Regions from separate parts of the Cyprinus carpio genome. Here region 2 is linked to region 1. A link is a contact called in public Hi-C data. All regions are on one chromosome and are shown on one strand. The core of a region is the stretch at or near the end of the contact, and the rest is flanking DNA. Distances in the headings are between cores, read along the strand shown. Region 1 overlaps LOC109094963 (ski oncogene-like). Region 2 holds the start of LOC109094963 (ski oncogene-like).

Region 1 (3,794 bases), core at 682-3,181:
TTAAAAACCAATATGTTCTAAAAAGCTGTGATTGTGTTACATTTGCATTTTAGCATGTAATGTGCACAGACAAATTGCTGGAAATGTATTTGTCACTATAATGTTAAAGAGGGCAGTTTTGTTAAAAAAGGTAACCTAGATTTAGGGATGTTATTTTAAAAACGCAGAACAAAGGCTCCTCGTTGATCTTAAGAAGATATTTTTCATACCTCTTATGCAGACTAAACTATCACACACACACAAACATGCACTAGACAAAACTTCCAAGCAAAGCCTAAAATTGGCTATGTTATCCCAGATGTGATCTTAATCCACTGACCAAAACATAAGGGTCCAGATGAGAGCGATTCTCCAATGCATCCGAGCAAACAAAATCTTGCCAGCTCTACCGTGCCACTGACATTCCTATAGGAATGGCCAACACAGCGCCAAGCAAAGAGCATGTATCCTGTGTGCTCCAGCAGGGCAGTAAAAGGGAGTGCCAGCCTCATAAATGTGTGTGAGCATGTCTGATTTGTGTGTGTGTGTTTGTTTGTGTGCACCTGCTTCTAAAGGTGGGCATGACCGTGTTGGCATTGCTCAAGTCCTAAGCAGGGCCGCTGCATACGTGAGCACACCTGAACCCTGAGACGATAATCTGATAGCGGACGTGCACGTACAGACACGAAGCTGGAAATTCCTTTCCCTCATTCACAACCCAGAGCAGAAAAAACAGACAGGCCTTTCTTTCTCAGTCTCTCTCTGAAGTAGCGAGGTGTGTCCAACTGTACATCTGCGTGTCTGCGTATTTGTTTAATGTAAATCTGCCTTTCGAAAGTCTTCAGTGAGGCAGAACGAAAGCTTAGACTGTGACTGAGAAAGAAAAAAGACACCCTTACTAAATCACTAATCCGCAGCCACCCTGCATAAAAAAATATAAAATAATAATTGTATATTGATATTCATTGCTCTGAAAATGATTTTCACAAAACAAACACTTTCAGTCCTAAAAACCTATATGCAATTTGTAATTTTTTAATATAATTGTAATAAACTGTAATATTTACCTACATATGTTCTCTAACAGTTTAATACATGAGAAAATACCATGCACTATTTCTCAAAGTTCCAAAATTATTAACTAAAATGGATGATTTGAATTGATTCATTTCAGTGATTCGTATTCCCTGACTCACTGCTGTAATCTGAGTTACGAATCAATTCACTAAACAATTTGAATTGATTTATGGAAACGAATCCATTCAAACTGTCTTTTTTAATGGATTGATTCAGAACTCAGATTCAACAATTAATTTGCACCACCACTAAAATGTTCCCCGGAGTCCCTAAAATCAGAGACACTATTAAAACATCTATTTCCAACCCTTTTGAACTCAACTGTTATTCGAACAGTTTTTAAGAATGCGTAATAAATATGCATTAAAATATCCAAAATACTGCTTGATTTTAGATTGCAAGGGAACCGTATATAGCATGAATATTTGACATATCACAAAGCTCTTCCATCGAAACATGTACCCAAATCTTCACATCCACCTTCCCAGATCCCCCTTAAATTAAAAAACCTATACTAAACCTAATTTCCTACTCTAGGAGACGAGTGACTCACTCTCTCTCTCTCTCTCTCTCTCTCTCTCTCTCCTCTCTCTCTCTCTCTCCTCTCTCTCTCTCTCTCTCTCTCTCTCTCTCTCTCTCTCTCTCTCTCTCTCTCTCTCTCTCTCTCTCTCTCTCTCTCTCTCTCTCACACACACACACACACACACACAGATACTAAAACACACAGTAATTATGAAAGTGCCTTGGGTTCTAGAGCCTTGCTCTCTTTAAAAGTTGACCTTTGCCTCAGTTCAATCTGTCGAATAAAACTCAAAGCATCAATCATCCCTCTCAGAGCTTTATCTCTTCTTTTCTCTCTCTTTCTCCCTCTGCTAATGGTTCTCATCCCTCATTCATGAAGACAGACAGGAGCGAGTTGTAACTCAGCTTATAAAAGAGACAGATAGTGTGTCATAAGCAGAGCATATGCATCATAAGAGAGGAGCAGAAGAGAAGAGGAGAGGAGGAATAGAAGCTTTCCTATCCTTTTATCTTGTTTCATTATCATTTTATATTAGAATATTTTGGGGGCGTCATGAAAAAAAGAATCTGCGCGAGACCATGCGTCTGTACATTATTCAACATTCAGTACTGCGAGATACGCTGTCCGTCTCCACACCCTAGAAATTCTTGGATAGGCTTTCGTCTTTTTTTCCGACTTGCGTTTTCTTTCGCTCCCCTTCTCTCTCGGTTTCCTTCTTGTACTCTTCAGTGTCTGGCAGAGTAAATGTTTTTCTCCATGGAAACCGACATAACAGTCTGCCTAAGCCAAACTCCAGCTCTACAAACAGAACCAAATCAAATCTATCATCCAGTCCTGTTATTCCGTGCACTCTCTCTCTCTCTCTCTCTCTCCCCCCACTCTCTGTTTTTCACTCTCGTTCAGCTCAGCCAGCTCTGAAGGATGCAGTTCCGAACACAGACGTCATTCCCAAACTCCTGGGGATCGTTAATATTTGTATGATGAGGTTGCGGATGAAATGAGAGCGTGCGCGAGAAATATAAGGGATATAAAAGATTAAATCATTTACGCCACGCGAGGGTGTAAATTCAGTTCGAACAGTGCAGTTAACCTTCCTGAATGCTAACACAATTTTAAGCATGCATTCAACCAGAAAACTGGCCTTTCTGTTTCAAACCCACATTAATGACAAAAAAACCTCCAAAATGGATATTTGTCTTGGTTACATAAGCGTTTAGCCCATAGATGGAAAAGATGACGGATGTCAAGAGGCGCTACGTTTCCAAAGGCTTTCCCAGAGAAACACATTGTTCTTTCTGGATTTGACAGATGCATTTTGAAGTTTTGCCTATATGCATAAGTCTGCATGCAGTCAAGGTAGAGTCAATTTATCCATCCTTAACAGAATGTGTCGACTAGTGTTTGTGGCCAAGTTAAATCCATAGACAAGGTGAAAGGTCACACACCGTTAAGACGCTTAAAAATACCAATACAGCCAATTGACTCACACTGGCTTCATATTAACTTCCGCATGCTAAGAGCTTTGCAAGCGTGTGTGTGAGATTTCTAACCGTCCTATTACTGATCCAAGTCTATAGCTACATTACAAAACAAGATTTTGTAAATGGTGTTACTTTTCCTGCCACAAATCATGCTCCGTGCCATCTAGTTTTGTCTGTGGTGATGTTACGCGTTTATAGATACAGAAGAGAGAGGAACATATTTAGTTCATTTCCTAATTCTTTTCCATTTCTTTCTTTCAACAGGAAATGTATGGAAATGATAGACAAGGCATTATCATTAATGTAGCCACTCGTTCTGATTCAGAAGTGCTTCTCAAAGCATCACAATCACAACTTTTCAATGACAGAAAGGCTTACTGCAATATAAAATGACATTCACAATCATGCATAAGGAAAGCATTTAGGCGCGGGGGGGGGGGGGGGGGGGGATGGGGTGATAGAAGCTTCGCATAATTTTCCACATTGACTCAAGAGTGTGTTCCTTGGCTTGGCTGCTGAGGCTTCCGCTTTTATATTTCCCCAGTCAGCATGTGATGCAGTTTGTGCTCAGTAAAATCCTGAGTGAGAAAATAGCGGAAGAAGGCAGCTGCTTCTCAGAGAAGAGAAAGAGTGAGAGAAGGGGAAGTTAGGAAGGGGAGTCCCTGAATAAACACTTTTTGGGTGTGTGTGGATGAGCAGTAGGATGTACCAACATTGTTGAGTTGGCAAGACCA
Region 2 (3,794 bases), core at 498-2,997, 38 kb after region 1:
AACTATTTCTAGAAAGCCAAAATTTATATGAATACACCATGAATAGTTAGTAAATCTGAAATTGGTGCCAGTATAATGGGAAAACATAAGTTGGTATCTGAAGCAAAGATGCTAAATTGTTTGCCACTGCCGAGAAGTGCTAGTTTGCAGTGAATTACTTGATACTTGGGACAAATCTATAATTACTACAGAATATGTTTGTGATTAAAAGTTATTAATGAAATTGAAAAAAACATGGTTATTGGCAAGGTTATTGGCTATACTAGGCAGCAACTAGTAACACAGAAACTAGTTAGTTTAAAAAGAATAAACGGCTTGTTATGGACATCTGACACTTGCCGTACACTAGAACAAAACTTAAACCGTTCATCCTGGTGCAGCGCAATATAAAAAACTAGCTCACCCGTGATGCTTTCCGCTTGTATTTATTGGCGAAGTCAAATTTCTCCTTCATGTCATCCAGGAGCTGCTCCAGACGCGCTTTCTCCTCTTTCCCCGTGTAATCCGGGCTCAGGAGGACATATGCCCTCCAGTTGGCCGAGTCAAAGCCCCAATGGCAAGTCCTGTTCTCCAGCGATTTGTGACTGTGAACCACGAATTTCTGGGTCGGGTACATAAGTCTGCAGTCCATGCACTGGATGCAGGGCGCGTTGGGACTCGTGTAGAGCTCCGGGACCAGCAGACCCTTACACTTCCCGAAGCACTCGTGATAGATCTTGAAGCTCTTCTCGGTGAGTTCCAGCTCGATGGAGCCGTACAGCTCCTTCTTGGAGTGCGGCGGGTACGTTCCCCCGTAGATGAGCGCGTTGCACAGGCGCTCCGCGTCTGTCTTGGTGATGAGTCCGCAGGAGGGCGCGGAGAACGGCAGGATGCCCATCACCTTCAGGATCTCCAGCTGGTCGGCGGTGCAGCGCGAGCAGTAGATGTGTAGGTCGTCGCACACCGAGTTGATCTGCTGGAGCGAGAAATCCCGCAGCACCGTGTTAAGGATCTGCGGCAGGCACAGGCGCTTCTCACCGCCCACCACGAAGCACGAGATCGTCTCGCCCTCCAGGACCGTCTCGCACCTCTCGGTGGAGCGGTCGGACGGGATGAAGAGCGGCCCGGGCATCACCGGAGGAGGCTGCATGGGGGGGAGGTGCAGCACAGGCTCCGGGACGTCTTTGCCGTCCTTCTTGAAGAGCAGGTCGTGTTGCCATCTGGCCGAGAAAGCGGCCGGTCCTCCGAGAGAGCTCATGGAGCTCAGGTGAAACTGTTTGAGAGTTTGTTGCAGTCCCGGGTGAGGCTGGAAACTCTGTCGCGCTACTGTTTCCATGTTTCGAGCACCGCGTTGTCGTTGAAACCGAGCGTCTGGCGAGAAATACGACTCAAAGGTCCTGGTTCCGCGTCTCTAAATCCAAGTCTGTGAAAACAAGTACAAGAAGGCCGATAGGGCTTCATCAAATCCCCACTCAGACGAAGGTTTCCACCAGCGTGTCTTCTTCCCCTGCAGCGGGCTCTCTCCAGTCCATATCCACAGACAGACGCGTACAGAAAACTGAAGTGTAACAAAAGCAAAAGCCCGCAAGATGCAACAAAACTATCCCACGGGGGAGCCGAACTTGTCCCACGTCAAATTCAGGAGTCAAATACACAACCAGCCAACTTTAAATCCGTATTTTCCCCTGCGAGTAGAGATCGCTGCAGCCGGACGGCGCGTCTCCTCCGCTCCTCTGCCCCTGCAGTTCAGTATGACTGAGTCAGTGAGCACAGCCTCTCTCTCTCTCTCTCTCTCTCTCGCTCTCGCTCGCTCAGTGTTTGTGTGTGTCTGGCTCAGTCATTGAATCCCAGCCAAGAATGTGACTGACTCCGCAGGCTGTGGCTCTTCCAAGAAACAGCCTTCACTCCCCACTGCTGCAGAAACAATCACTGTATTTAAAATATCACTATTTATATTTACTTGATTTTTTTTTTTACTTTTTGTTTATTAATGTCTTATTTGCAAACTTTACTCCATTCATAAAAAGTTATCACATTATTCTATTTAATTTATTAACTGATTTATAAAATTTTATTTATTTAAATGACAGCTTTACAGGCATGAATGCCATCATTTACAATACTGTCTTAAAATGTTAAAAAAGACAACACAAAAAATAAATAGGCAAGGTAATAATATTGAATAATACATAGTATGTATGTATATATATATATATATATATATATATATATATATATATATATATATATATATATATATGCAATTAAGCTTAAAAAGTAAAACTGTACATTTGTGCAGTGAACATTTTAAATGAAAGTCACAGGGGGAGGAAATAAGAGCATTTTGCAGGCAGGTTGTATGCAGGCAGGCAGAATCAGTGGGTTGATGGGTGGAGTCTGAAACAGACACTCTAATTTAGACTGACTGCGGTCTGAGTTTGTAAGATTTGGTTTTCCTGAGACTTTTAGATTGAACTGGGAGAATACTGCTACTACATGACTAATAAACACAAATATGTTGTTTCACAATATTTGTATGATATGACAAACTAACTGTAATGTTTTGTCACTAATATCAAACAACTGGGTCAAGCACATCAAGCAATAATAATATTACTCATCACATCATCATTCTCCTCAAAATTATCATGTTTTTATAGTAAATGGATGATAATTATATAAAACAATATTCAGTGCCACTATTACAACATCTTGGGTTTATTTCACACAGACATCCAAAAATATTTATCCACTCACTTTCTGTGAATAGTACTGTGACCTATATATTTACCTCTTATTTTAATGTATGTATATCTATGAATGTTATGTCTGTAGATGGTAATGGGCCATATTTTATTCACATTTCCTGTCACACTACAGTGCTGTACATATGCCAATGATTTATTAATAATTCTTTTTAGATTGAGTCCAACGGCAAGCATGAGGTCAATGTAATCTGTTGCAGTAGCTCCCTCTAGCTCCAAGGGGATGTTACTGCAGGTAGATCACAATGGGACAAATGGCCTTGATGCATTGCATCAATTCACCAAATTCAACCAATCAATTTGTAAAAAAAAAAAAAAAAAAAATATATATATATATATATATATATATATATATATATATATATATATTGGTGCTACAGAAAAAAATATTCTCACATGTCCTGCTATGAAAACAAGATTCAATAAAACTGTATAATGTGAATAAATGAAGCTTTATCTGCATTCACTTCAGATATTCAGATACACTGAAACGATTTTCACTGAGAAAGTATTAAAATTCACAATTAATTACAAAAACAGCACTGAAATAGTATTTTCTTGTAAAACATACTCCAATAATATATTATGTAAATGTTAAATGTTTTATTTACAACTTCAAAAGATAATTTTTTACACTATAGCTCTTGATTTTCTACAAAAGTCTATATGCGATCTGATCTTACATCTTCATGATAATGTAATGAGAGAAGGGAATTTCCTTTTAACAGTGCCTTAGATTCCCTCTTTCTAATTTTTTTTTTTTTTTTTTTTTTTTTTTTGGATTTGCGTCATGGATTTTGGAAAAGCCCTGCAAGATGGACCAAAATATGATCATTAAGTCTCGGCTGTCTCTCACATTTTTGCACATATATGGAAATATATTCAAATGGGTGGTGTGTACACGAACTGCTAACCCAAACTCTTTTTGGATTTTTTTATTTATTTATTTTTTTATGCCAAACATTACTCATCCATCATAATGGGCGCACAATCAAAAAAAATGAATAACATAATAAACTTTTTTTCATCCCATTTAGGATGCTCGCTTTA

What was found. Hi-C and Micro-C count contacts between places; a contact is called where the count stands out from the background.
Region 2: a contact with region 1 is called in a Hi-C map of skeletal muscle, with 2.1 times the contacts expected there. The contact joins the promoter of LOC109094963 here to the enhancer-like site in region 1. A contact is called at or near these places in 2 of 8 Hi-C or Micro-C datasets (both in skeletal muscle).

Annotation. Positions count from the first base shown.
Region 1 is chrA8:8,826,655-8,830,448 of ASM1834038v1, forward strand. The region is part of intron 1 of LOC109094963 (ski oncogene-like); the gene reads right to left. Among protein-coding and RNA genes, the nearest start is that of LOC109094963, 38 kb to the right of the region's middle. Within about 2 kb of position 1,932, at least 1 of the 8 cell types and tissues checked has an H3K27ac peak or open chromatin away from gene starts, as enhancers often do. A contact at or near this core is called in skeletal muscle, where this site is marked.
Region 2 is chrA8:8,864,984-8,868,777 of ASM1834038v1, forward strand. It overlaps LOC109094963 (ski oncogene-like), which reads right to left and starts at 1,748. Exons shown (of 7, transcript XM_042761959.1): 1 at 404-1,748. The coding sequence starts at 1,315.